Regions from separate parts of the Mus musculus genome. Here region 1 is linked to region 2. Evidence: chromatin contacts called from public promoter capture Hi-C data. All regions are on one chromosome and are shown on one strand. The core of a region is the stretch at or near the end of the contact, and the rest is flanking DNA. Distances in the headings are between cores, read along the strand shown.

The links. Promoter capture Hi-C pulls out the DNA fragments that hold promoters and counts their contacts.
Region 1: a promoter capture Hi-C map of liver shows a contact between it and region 2, with 3 times the contacts expected there. The contact joins the promoter of Trmt44 here to the promoter of Ube3c in region 2. A contact is called at or near these places in 1 of 39 promoter capture datasets (liver) and 1 of 484 Hi-C or Micro-C datasets (CD4 T cells).

What each region holds. Positions count from the first base shown.
Region 1 is chr5:35,572,863-35,578,445 of GRCm38.p6, forward strand. It overlaps Trmt44 (tRNA methyltransferase 44), which reads right to left and starts at 2,208. Exons shown (of 11, transcript NM_030208.3): 1 at 1,697-2,208; 2 at 1,218-1,332; 3 at 1-60. The coding sequence starts at 2,183.
Region 2 is chr5:29,566,466-29,572,040 of GRCm38.p6, forward strand. It overlaps Ube3c (ubiquitin protein ligase E3C), which reads left to right and starts at 2,777. Exons shown (of 23, transcript NM_133907.3): 1 at 2,777-3,115. The coding sequence starts at 3,050.

The DNA.
Region 1 (5,583 bases), core at 958-3,457, 6.0 Mb after region 2:
GGATAGACAACACCATCTGAATGCCATCTCTCTGGACAGAAAATTAAAACAGATATGAACCTTCAAAAATAAGAGAAATACCAATGAGAATGCTAGCTTCAATCCTTAGTCCTAAGTGACATGTTCATTTTCCCAGAAGGGAGGAGCAACTACAGCATTCTTTCAATGTGTGTATGTGTATGTGTGTGTGTGTGTGTGTGCATGTGCATGTGTGTGTGTGTGTGCGTGTTGTTGTTGCAGGTATCAAACCCAAGACCTCGCTAAGGCACAAAATGGGCAGGTGTTCTACCACTGAATGACAAACCTGTACTTTATAAGAGGGACTCTAAACTATGACAGGATATTCCACCCCCTACTCTGGACCAAGATACACAAATAGCAGTATGATAATCGGATAGAGCTCATGTGAATTTGGTCTAGATAAAAAGTCCCCTAAAGGCTCCTATGTTGAAGGCTCAGTCCCCAATTCAGCTGAGTTTAAAAGTGGAACCTTGGGGAGGTGACTGGACCATGACAGGACCAACCTCATCAACAGGCTAACTCGTAGATACACTCAGCTTAAGGGACATTGGCGGTGGTGGGGACTTAGAGGGTGAGTGAGGTTTTGTTGGAGTAAGCAGGGAGTTGTGTTGGCGGTGGGCTTTTAAGGGCAGATTTTGTCCATGGTCCCTTATGCTCCTAGTTCCTCACTACAGGCCCCAAAACCAAAGAGGGAATGATCACAAACTAAAATATGATACCCGTTTAAAATTATACACATACATCTATATCTGTGTGTGTGTGTGTGTGTGTGTGTGTGTGTTTAAAAGACAGAGGACAGCTCACAGAACATGTGGGCTCTAGGGATCAAACTCAGCTTGTAAGATTTGAAACGAGCACCTTTATGCACAGTCATCTCACTGGCCCTCAAGCATCCTTAAGTTGACTCCCTTGGGTATTATGCAACAGAAAGCTGACTAACAGAGTACCCCAGCTAGTTGCTGTACACCCCTACCGGCATATGGAATATAGAGATCAAGGACTCTGGCTACATTGTGATCCCCAATCCAGTACCAGCGCCAGGAACCAGCAGAGTGGTGACTATAGTATACATCTGAGATCAGCCAACCAACACAAGACCTTGGCTCTTCTGTACCCCAGAATCTTCCAGTTGACTGCTGATAGGACATCCGGGATGGGCATCACATAGTGGTGCAACAGCAGCGTCCAGCTCTTACCATTCTCCTTCGTTGTGATGGAGATGGAGTTGATACACGTTGCTCGTTTTAACCTCCAAATTCCCCTCATTATCTTCTTCCAAGGGCAAAAAGGTGACACTCCCACTGGAGACATCTGAGGGGGAAAGACAAGGCTATCAGGTCATAACTGCTCTAAACGGATCCCTTGGAAGTAGAACTGAGCAGCGATGGACAGGAGAGTAATGCTTTCCAGTCCTTAGTGGCTGTCCAGCACTGGGGAGAGGGCTCTACACTTTGGACACACCATTATAGCTAGCACTTAGACAATACAAGGCCAGAGCTGGGTGGTGGGTGGTGTGGCGCTCCTTTAATCCCAGTACTTGGAAGGCTGAGGCGGGTGTATCTCTGTGAGTTCGAGGCCAGCCTGTTCTACATAGCGAATTCCAGGCCATATAAGGCCCTGTCTCAAAAAGCGAACGCTTTTCAGTCTGTTTGCGCTCTTCCCACTACTCTCCTACCTTGCACTACCAGTTCTTTCTTCGGCTCTGTGAGTGGGGAGTGCGGGCTCGCTTTCGGGATGACAGTCCTGAGAATCAGGTCGAGCTCCTGCGCGGCTTCAGGCTGAGGACCCAACGAGGGGCCACAGAGGAAGGCCAGCATTTCCGGATTGGCGTGGACGAGGCTTTGGGAGACTCGGTCCCATAGCGAGTTCAGGTCAGCCGCGGGAGCGGTGCCTTCGCGGCTCGCCCTAGGTCCCGACTCTGGCTCTCCTTTAGGAGAAGCCTGTCCGGGTTCCCTCTCCAGCCCGTGTCCCTGTCCCTGCCGCGGTCCACACTCCGCCTGGGCGTGGGACCGCAAAGTTCTCCCGCGGGCTTCCATGCGGGCGCCGCACAGCCTCTTGTTGGCCACCTGTGGCCTCTCCAGCCACACGGTCACGGCGGCCCAGAAGCCTGCAGGTAGCAGGGCATCAGGATCGCTTAGCCGCACTCTACCCAGCTCCTCCATGGCTGCGCGCTCGGCGCGTTGGGATGACGCGACCCGGAAGCGCATTGACTCACGGGAGTTAGAGCCTGGACCCGGAAGGCCATCCCTTTGTCCTTTTTGCTGGGCGGTAGCTTCGGAGCCGCTGGCGGAGCCTGGGACGCGGGAGGAGCAGAGTGTGGGCCGCAGTGGATACAGCCTCCTGGGGTCCTCAACGACTGAATGTACAACCCCTTCTCTGCTTGCTTTCTTGCTTGGAAATAAGAGCTCCCAAGCGGTACATCCGATTCGTGCCCCCTAAATGAAATTTTGCCCCCAGAGGTTCCACCTCTCACGACAAAGCTAATAATACTGAGAGGAGAGGAAGTTACTTGAGCAAACAAGACGTAACTGATACACTCAGCAGAAAGCCACACTTATATGAAGGATTCTACAAAGCTGGTTGGCTAACTACAACTTCATGATTGTAAAGAATTGGAATGCGGACCCAAAGCTAGCATTACCTTGGGCGATTATTTAGCTCCTTTATAGCCATGCATTGCCCACCTGTGTCTGACTCCAAATTCTTTGACTGGAATACATTAACTTGCCAGAAAGTAACCTCCTACCAACCCAAAAGATAAAGCTGGCATCAGAAAACATAAGAAACCTATAACACAGACGTTCTGAAAGTATAACAAAGTAAAAACAGAATTCTAGGCCTTTAGGCCCAGGCTTGGGAATGTGGCCTTTGTAAAGGTATGCTAATCATAAAACAGATAGCGACATTCCTCTACCCACCCGCTTCCTGGGTTCAAAGAGTGCTCATTCAAAGAAAGTCACCCTGACCATTGCCATATACAAATGTGCTTTTGTTAGGGGCTCTTAGAAACTGTTTTGAAAAATAACCCTCACAATTACCAGGTATTCCTCGTGACTCTTGTAACTTTGCACTTCCTTGTGACTCTTAACTGGTATTTTTGTTATTTTCCAACAATGCCCTTCCCACCTCCTTGAGTTGTGGTTTCTTCCTTTAAATACCCCCTTACTCAGCTACTCGGGGCGCCACGGTCCTCTACCCCTTCGTGGTGTATGACCGTGGGCCCGAGAGCGCTCTTGAATAAAAATCCTCTTGCATTTTGCAACAGGCCCGTTTCTTGTGGGTGATTTTGGGGTGTCGCCTCTCCTGAGTCAGAACGTGGGGGAGTCCTCACGTTGTGGGTCTTTCATTTCTTACTTTGTTACCTGAGGTCCGAAACAAAGTATTTGTTAAATCCTTTGGAATGTACAAACTATTAGCTTCCACCAACATGAAGGCTAAAAATGTCTCCAGCAATTTCCCCTCATTGTTCTAACCCACCTACCTGTTGGTACCCATCCTTGTATTTTAAAAATACTTACTTTATGGATTTTGTTACTATTAAAAAAACTGTCACCACGTATGAACATAGTTTTTAAACCATAGTCACTCATATTTGTCTCCAGACTAAGCTATCCCTCACTCCCTTTAAGGTCAAAGCTGTGTTTTTATATCAGCACAACAACCACATGCCTCTGCTCTAATGGTCCAAAGAGCCAAACACGCATCTTTGACCTCATCTCCCAACCTCTTGGCAACACCCATGTAGGCCAAAGTTTCACTTTGTTGCTGCTCCTGGGTTTCATTATGTCCCTTAGGGAACCAGGGGCACTTTACAGCAGCTAAACAACAACTATGGCTGCTTTGCTCAAGTAACGGGGACTGCACGGGTGGCCGAGGGAAGTTTGGAAGTAATAGAGGGGGTGGTGGGAGCTGGCGGTGAGTGGTAACAGAGAGTGACGGCAGCAGCTGCAACACCAGTGAGGACAGCAAAATGGAGCAGTAGCAAACAATAGCCGCGGCTGTGGTCATAGCAAGAGAGGCAGCCAGAGCAGAAATCATACAGTGGGGCTAAAGAGTGAGAGTAAGGAATTAAGGCTGACGGAGAGAAGGCTGTAAAGAGCTTGAAGAGTTCCACAGAGCTGTCAGGACTTGGGAGTCAAGGGGCTCAGACACACCACATGCAGGAACTGTTAACACTGGTGCAGTGTGAGGCTGTGGGGTTCTGACACTCTAACCCTATAGAAGAGCTGTAACACTTGTCACTGTAGGACTAAGGGTCCCATAACCTTAAGCTTACACAGATAATGACACTAGAGGGTGCAAATGGCTGCTGTTAATGCTGTGTGCTGCCATGAACTCAAGGGTAGCCTAAGCTAAGGGATACAAAAGCCACCACAAAGCAGACAGTTCTTGAAGAGCTTCCTCTTGCCTCTAACCAGTTAGAGCAAAGGACTTCTGCCTGCTGAATGGCAATGCTAATCTATTGGAAGGTGTTAGTGGTGCTACAGCAGGTAGAGATCAATGTTAGCTGTACATGTTTGTGGGGACTCAGGTACAGGGCTAAACAGACCCTGTCTCTGAGAAGCTGCTAGCTGACAGAGGAGGCTAACCAACAAGTCAGTATCCACGGAGTCTGGAAAGCAAAGTTCATGTGTGGTGGGGGTGGGGGTGGTGAAGAGACAGGGAAGCTAGTGATTCACTGTGGCACCTCTGACCTCAAAGGTATGGCAAGAGCTCAGTGACGTGATTTAAAGAGAGTTGATTTGTGCCTTTTCTCAAAAGTTGCACCATCTTTTCTATTATCTGATAAGACAAATTAGAGGGCACAATGTCTCTTTTGAATATCTTCACTCCTGGGAGGAGGTGATGAAATGGCTTAGCTGTTAAGGACACATGCTGCTCTGTTGGATGCTGATGGTGCATGCCTTTAATCTTGGCCTTGGTGGAGCAGAGGCAGGCAGATCTCCAAGTTTGAGGCCAGCCTGGTTTATAGAGTGAGTTCCAGGACAGCTAGGACCACTCAGAACAACTCTGTCTCGAAAAGACAAACAAAAACCCCCCACAAAAGAAAAGAACATTTGAAACTCAATCATGTAGACTGGGGCTCAGAGTCCAACATCAATAGCTAGCAGCTTCAAAACACTAGTCATTGGCTCCAAGGGATTGGATGTCCCCTTCTGTCCATGTCCATGTTCATACACATACACACATTTGCCCACATACACACACATACTCACACATGCACACACAGACACACACACGCACACACACACACACACACACACACACACACAAAAGCACACATATTTGAATGAAAATACCTTCACTCCTCCCAGTGCATTTCTACATATGTGGAGGTAGTGATCCCCCAGTTGCTTCCTCCTAAGTGCTGGGATTACGTGTCTTACCACACCATCTTTTAGTTCCTATTTCACTGAAATGTGTCGTGAGGGTATGAAAGAGACCCAAGAAACTTGTAGGCTTAGGCTTGGAGCAAAGTTGGGGAATCCAGAAGCCACTGCCTGGGGAAGAGGAGAAGCCATCTATTGCTATGGCTGATGTCCTGGCAGATGATGCAGATGT
Region 2 (5,575 bases), core at 1,527-4,026:
ACTTAGAAAACTACTTGTGAGTTTTCTTGTATCTGGAATTTTCCATTTAATATTTTTGAACCATAACTGACTTAGGTATTTGAAATTATGTAGAAGGGGCAGATATCTGTATTTAATGTGTACTGATTATTTCTGAGTATACACCCAATGGTATCACTGCCACAAACAAGATAACAACACATTCAATGTCTCCTCCAAATAGTTCTGTGTCACCCAAACTGACTTGGGTCACCTTGTCACGTGTACTTTTGTGCAACCACTATCACAACTACTGATTTTCCTGGCACCAGAGACTATTGCGCTCTCCTCTACCTTGCCTGCAACTCTCATACCGTGGCTCTGTTCTAAATGGAATTTCATGGTACCAGTGTGACCTTTGGGCACTAGTGTTTCATCAGTGTAAAATCCTGTTCTCAAAGGCCATCTCAGGTGTTGTACAATAGTTACTCTCCTTTTGCTGTTTGGTTGTTTCCAGATTTGGGCAATTACAAAGCTGCTGCAAGTGTCATGTTCAGGTGTGGTTTCAGTCACAGCCCTCCTTACTCCTGGACAATTGCTAGTTCATATGGTAAGAATTTGTGTTTAAATCTTTATTAGAGCCAGGCATGGTGGCACATGCCTTTAACCCCAGCGCTCGGGAGGCACAGGCAGGCAGGTTTCTGAGTTCAAGGCCAGCCTGGTCTACAAAGTGAGTTCAGGACAGCCAGGGCTATACAGAGAAACCCTGTCTTGAAAAACAAAACAAAAACAAAAAACAAAAAACAAAACAAAAAAATCTTTATTAGAGAAACTGCCAAGGCATGTTGCAGGTAGTTCTGCATTCATTCTGAATTCTCAATAGAATGAGAGCTCTGTCTCCATGGCTTCCTTAGTGTGTAGTAATGTCACACCATCTGTTAAGTAGGAATCTGTATCTATAGGATTTTGATCTACCTCTTCCCCCGGCCTTTTAGTCATTACATATTTATTCAAACAATTACAAAAATATTGGGGCTCTTGTCACTGTTGCCAATACAGCACTAAACTTGAGGTTGGCAAGATGATTCAGCAGTAAATGTGCTTCCCATCAAGCCTGACGACTGAACTCACACTCTTGAATACACTTGGTAGTGGAGAACAGACTCTTATAAATTATCCTCTGACATTCAAATATGTGTACATACACACACACACACACACACACACACACACACAGAGCCAGTGAGAGAGAGAGAGAGAGAGAGACAGAGAGAGAGAGAGAGAGAGAGAGAGAGAGAGAGAGAACTGGTAAAATGATAGAACAGATGAAAAGTACCAGTTGCTTGCTACCAAGTCTTATGACCTGAGTTTGATTCCTGGTACCCATATAGTGGAAAGAGAGACAAGTTGTACTCTGACCTCCACATGCACATCATGGCATGCACCCTACCCCATAAACACTAAGTAAACTAAAATGTACATTTTTTTAATTAAAAAGAGGACTGGCTTGTATGGTGGTACAGATCTTTAATCCTAACACTAACAGGCAGTGGATAGAGGATCACTGTGAGGTCCAGGCCAGCTAGGGCTATACAGTGAGACCTTATTTCAAAAACAAAAAATTAAACTGTGCTGGAGACATGGCTCATAAGTTAAGAGCACTTGTTGCAGAAGAACTGGTTTCAGTTCCAGATCCTACATGGCAATTCCAGTTCCAAGAGATCCAATGCACTGTCTTGTACCAAGCACACACACATAATTCACAGACACGTAATATACATGCAGGTCAAATATTCATACATATAAATAAATCTTTTGAAGAAGAAACAAAAACAAAGCAAAACAAGATGTCTTCTATCATGTGCACATGGTAATGCATGTGTATGTGATATATTTATGTATCTGTATATATACTTGTGTATACACAATATACATAACATATATGTATGTACACAGAGCATATACTATATAATACTGTGCATGTACATGACATATATGCATAATATATATTTTTTTTATGCATGCCATGGCATGTATTTGTGTTAAACTCTATGTATATGCATACTGTTTTATGCATATGTATATGTGTATATATGCATGCATACATGATATATATTTATGTTGGTTTGTATGACATATGTGTATGTATATATGTTGTATATGACATCGATTCATTTACATTACTTTGTGTATATTTATGTTTGTGCTTATGTATATGTAATAGCACGTTTTTATACATGTACATACATATATTAAACATGCATAAGTGTATAGATATATGATAGGGTATATTTGTGCATTATGTATTTATGATGCATTTATACATTTGGCATGCATTTATATATATATATATGAATATGTGAATATATATATGAATATAACTTTCATTTGTTGGTGTGCATTTGTGTATTTGTATGGTGTGTGTTCACGAATACCTTTGTTCGTATAACATATATTATTCGTCTCTGTCTGTCATGGTGTAGAGTCTCTGCATTAGTAACCTGTTCCCCCACATCTAGCTGGAGGGTGAAAGCGGCCTCTTATGCAGGGCTTCCGGTCTCCAGCAGTGCGCGCGACCCGGTCGGCGTCAATGGGCGGCGGGCGGCGGAAATCGTCTGGTGGCATGACGCACGCGCGGAAGGATGTTGCACCCGCGGAGCCGCGCACGCAGGCAAGTCCAAGGGCTGCCGGGAGGAGCACCGTATTATCGATGGCGGCCCTGGCGTCGGTGCCCGCGCTCGCGGGGGCTGCCGGGAGGAGCGCCGCGCCGTCGATGACCGCGCACGTTCACGGGACCGCGCGCGCAGTGCGGGCGGTCACCATCTTGGTACCTACGGCAGCGCGGTGCAGGCGCGAGTCGGGGCGTCCCTCGCTTGACGGTGGCGCGCTGTGGATAAATAAGCAGCGGGGACAGGCCGGCCTCCAGCGTCGCCGCGCTCGCGCCCGCGTGCAGGGCGGAGAGCGCTGAGCCTCGGGGGGGGCGGCGCGGGACAGCGAGGCCGCGACCCTGCCGGGCCCCGCCCAGCCCGCCGGGCCCGCCCCCGGCCGCTCCGCTGCCTGCCGGGCCGCGCAGATGGGATAAGCGGCGAAGATGTTCAGCTTCGAAGGCGACTTCAAGACAAGGCCCAAAGTGTCTCTCGGTGGCGCGAGCAGGAAGGTGAGGCGGTGCGGCCCGAGGTGTTAACCGAACCCGGGTCTGACAGCACCCAGGCGGCGCTGCTCCGCTGTAAGGTGTGGAGCGAGCTCCAGCCGGGTGCGGCTGCGGTGCAGTCCTGACAGGTTTGTGAGGAGGCTCCAGAGGAGCGCTGTCGAGCCGCGGACTGAGCGGCTGGGTCATTCATTGCGACCTCGCGGCCGCCTGCCCAAGGGCCGCAGTTTTGACCTGGAAGCACGTGCACTGGCAGTCTGGCTGGGGGCGTTACACAGTTAGCTGTCCAGCAGGGCGAGGCAGGTGCCCCCGCCCCCATTCCGCCCTTTAAGAACTCTTTACAAGCTATAAACTTGACATACCCGCTCCTCACAAAGCTTGGAGTGAGTGCCTTGCCCTCAAGAACAGCTTAGGGAAGAGTCCCTCGTGCCTGTGAAGTGGGAGGGGGCAGGTAGGACAAGGTCTTTGTAATCTGCATCGCGCTTTAGCTTGCCCCACTCGGAGCAATACAGAGTTTTGCCTGCCTGAGGCCTGAGGCCCCGGTCGCTTTTGGACCTTTGCTTGGTGATGGTTTTGACACTGGTCGGCTTTTTGGGGCTGTCTGAAGGATGAAGGCAATCGGCCGTGATGCTCTAGGCCGAGCCCGGAATCCAGACAGGATCCCTAGAGTTGTTAAAAGGATTTTTTTTTCCCATTAGGCGAAATTTTAAAGCTTTATTTTAAAAATTTATACATATGAGTGTTTGCCTGCATGTATGTAATGTGCACCACAGGCTTGCTTAGTTCCCGCAGAGGTCAGAAGAGGGCTTCCGATCTCCTGGAACTGGAGTTAAGGACACTTGTGAGTTGACATGTGGGTAGTAGGAAGAAAACCCAGACCCTCAGTAAAAGCAATAAGTGACCTTAACTGCTTAGCCATCTCCCTAGCCCTTTAATGTAAAATTTTTTGTCTTTTTTTTTCCCCCAAATTATTGTACGTTTGAGAGCAGTGTTGCTGAGCCTTTGCTCCAGCTTCATTTTATAAAGGATTTTTATCTGGACACACATTTGTAAATGGTCACTCCTGAAAACGAATGTCCCATCCTACCCATAATTGTTCTTCACCAAGCAAACTGCTTTTCTGACCAGTTTCTACAGGTCACTTTTAACGTTGAGCTTCGTGCAAACGAGGTCAGATGAAGCTTGGTCAGCCTCTGTGCCTTGCTTCTTGAGCTAGGTGCTTTCTTTGATAGATTCTTCCATCCCACTGTGTCCCTGTTAGTTCAGGACCTGAAAAAACCATAATTAACCCATCCTGGTTTTCATGGGTGCTTTGGTGGATGTTGCTTACACTGTGTTCTGCTGGTGCACACTGCCCGTTACTTCCCGAGTTGATGTGCCCACTACCCTACAGCCAGCAGTCTGAGGGCACCACTGACTCAGATCCTGGCCAGTAAGTGATATTAAGAGTCTTTGGAATTAATGGCCATTCTAGTATACTTCATTCATGTCTTAAATTATAATTTGAAATCTTTCCCTTCTTCAGCTTAGTGGAAAATTGATCTTTTCCTTTTTCAAAGTTAATGAATATTTTTATGTTTATTATCTTTAAGAACTATATGCTGGAAAAGTCCAAGACTTGATGAGTTTATTGGGGAGTTTGTTGGGGAGATAAGATTTAAACCTTGAAAAGTTATGGTGTACTAATGACTGGTTTTTTTGTTTGTTTATTTCAATTGTTTTTGTACTTCTTTCAGGCTAATACAGAAACACAGAATTGGTTGACATGCTCTAGAAAGGTGGGAAGTAGTAGGATGGGTTTGAAGGGACAATGTAGAAAGTTTGAAGTAGGTGTGTGGTGGGTTCCAGTGCTTCAGTTCTACCATTATCTACATGTATATTGTTTGAGACAGGACCTTATACTGGAATCCGACTGGCCTCAGACTCACTGTGTAGCCCACTCTGGCCTCAGATTTATGTACAGTCCTTCTGCCTCTGCCTTCCAAGTGCAGGAATCACAGACAGGAATGCAGCAACAGGCCCAGCTCTGGGTCAGTGCTTCTGAAATCAGGATACATCCTCATGGCACAGTTTATTTGGTAGCTTTGTGTGTGTATAGAAGACTATCTTAGTAGTCAGTTTGATTGCAAGTACAAAAATCCATTGAAACGAAGTGCAGAAAAGCAAATAAACAAAAAGCCTGTGAGAGGCATGATGATATTTCATAAAATGTGCAAGTCAAAAACTGTCCAGTTTCTATGCTACCGGTACCAAGGTAGTTTAGGTCAGCTATTCTCTTTGAGTTGCATTCTTGACTTTGTCTCTGTATATAGGTCCTGTCCATTTATTTTATTCTAGCCAAGCAGTGCCCATATATGGTTTCCTAGTTGAGTGCCTTGATCTCCAAGGCAATCTTCTGGAGAGGAAATCTTGGCTGGATCATGGTTTCCACCTGTGAGCTGAGTCTCAACCTCTGAGGGGTGAGTTGAG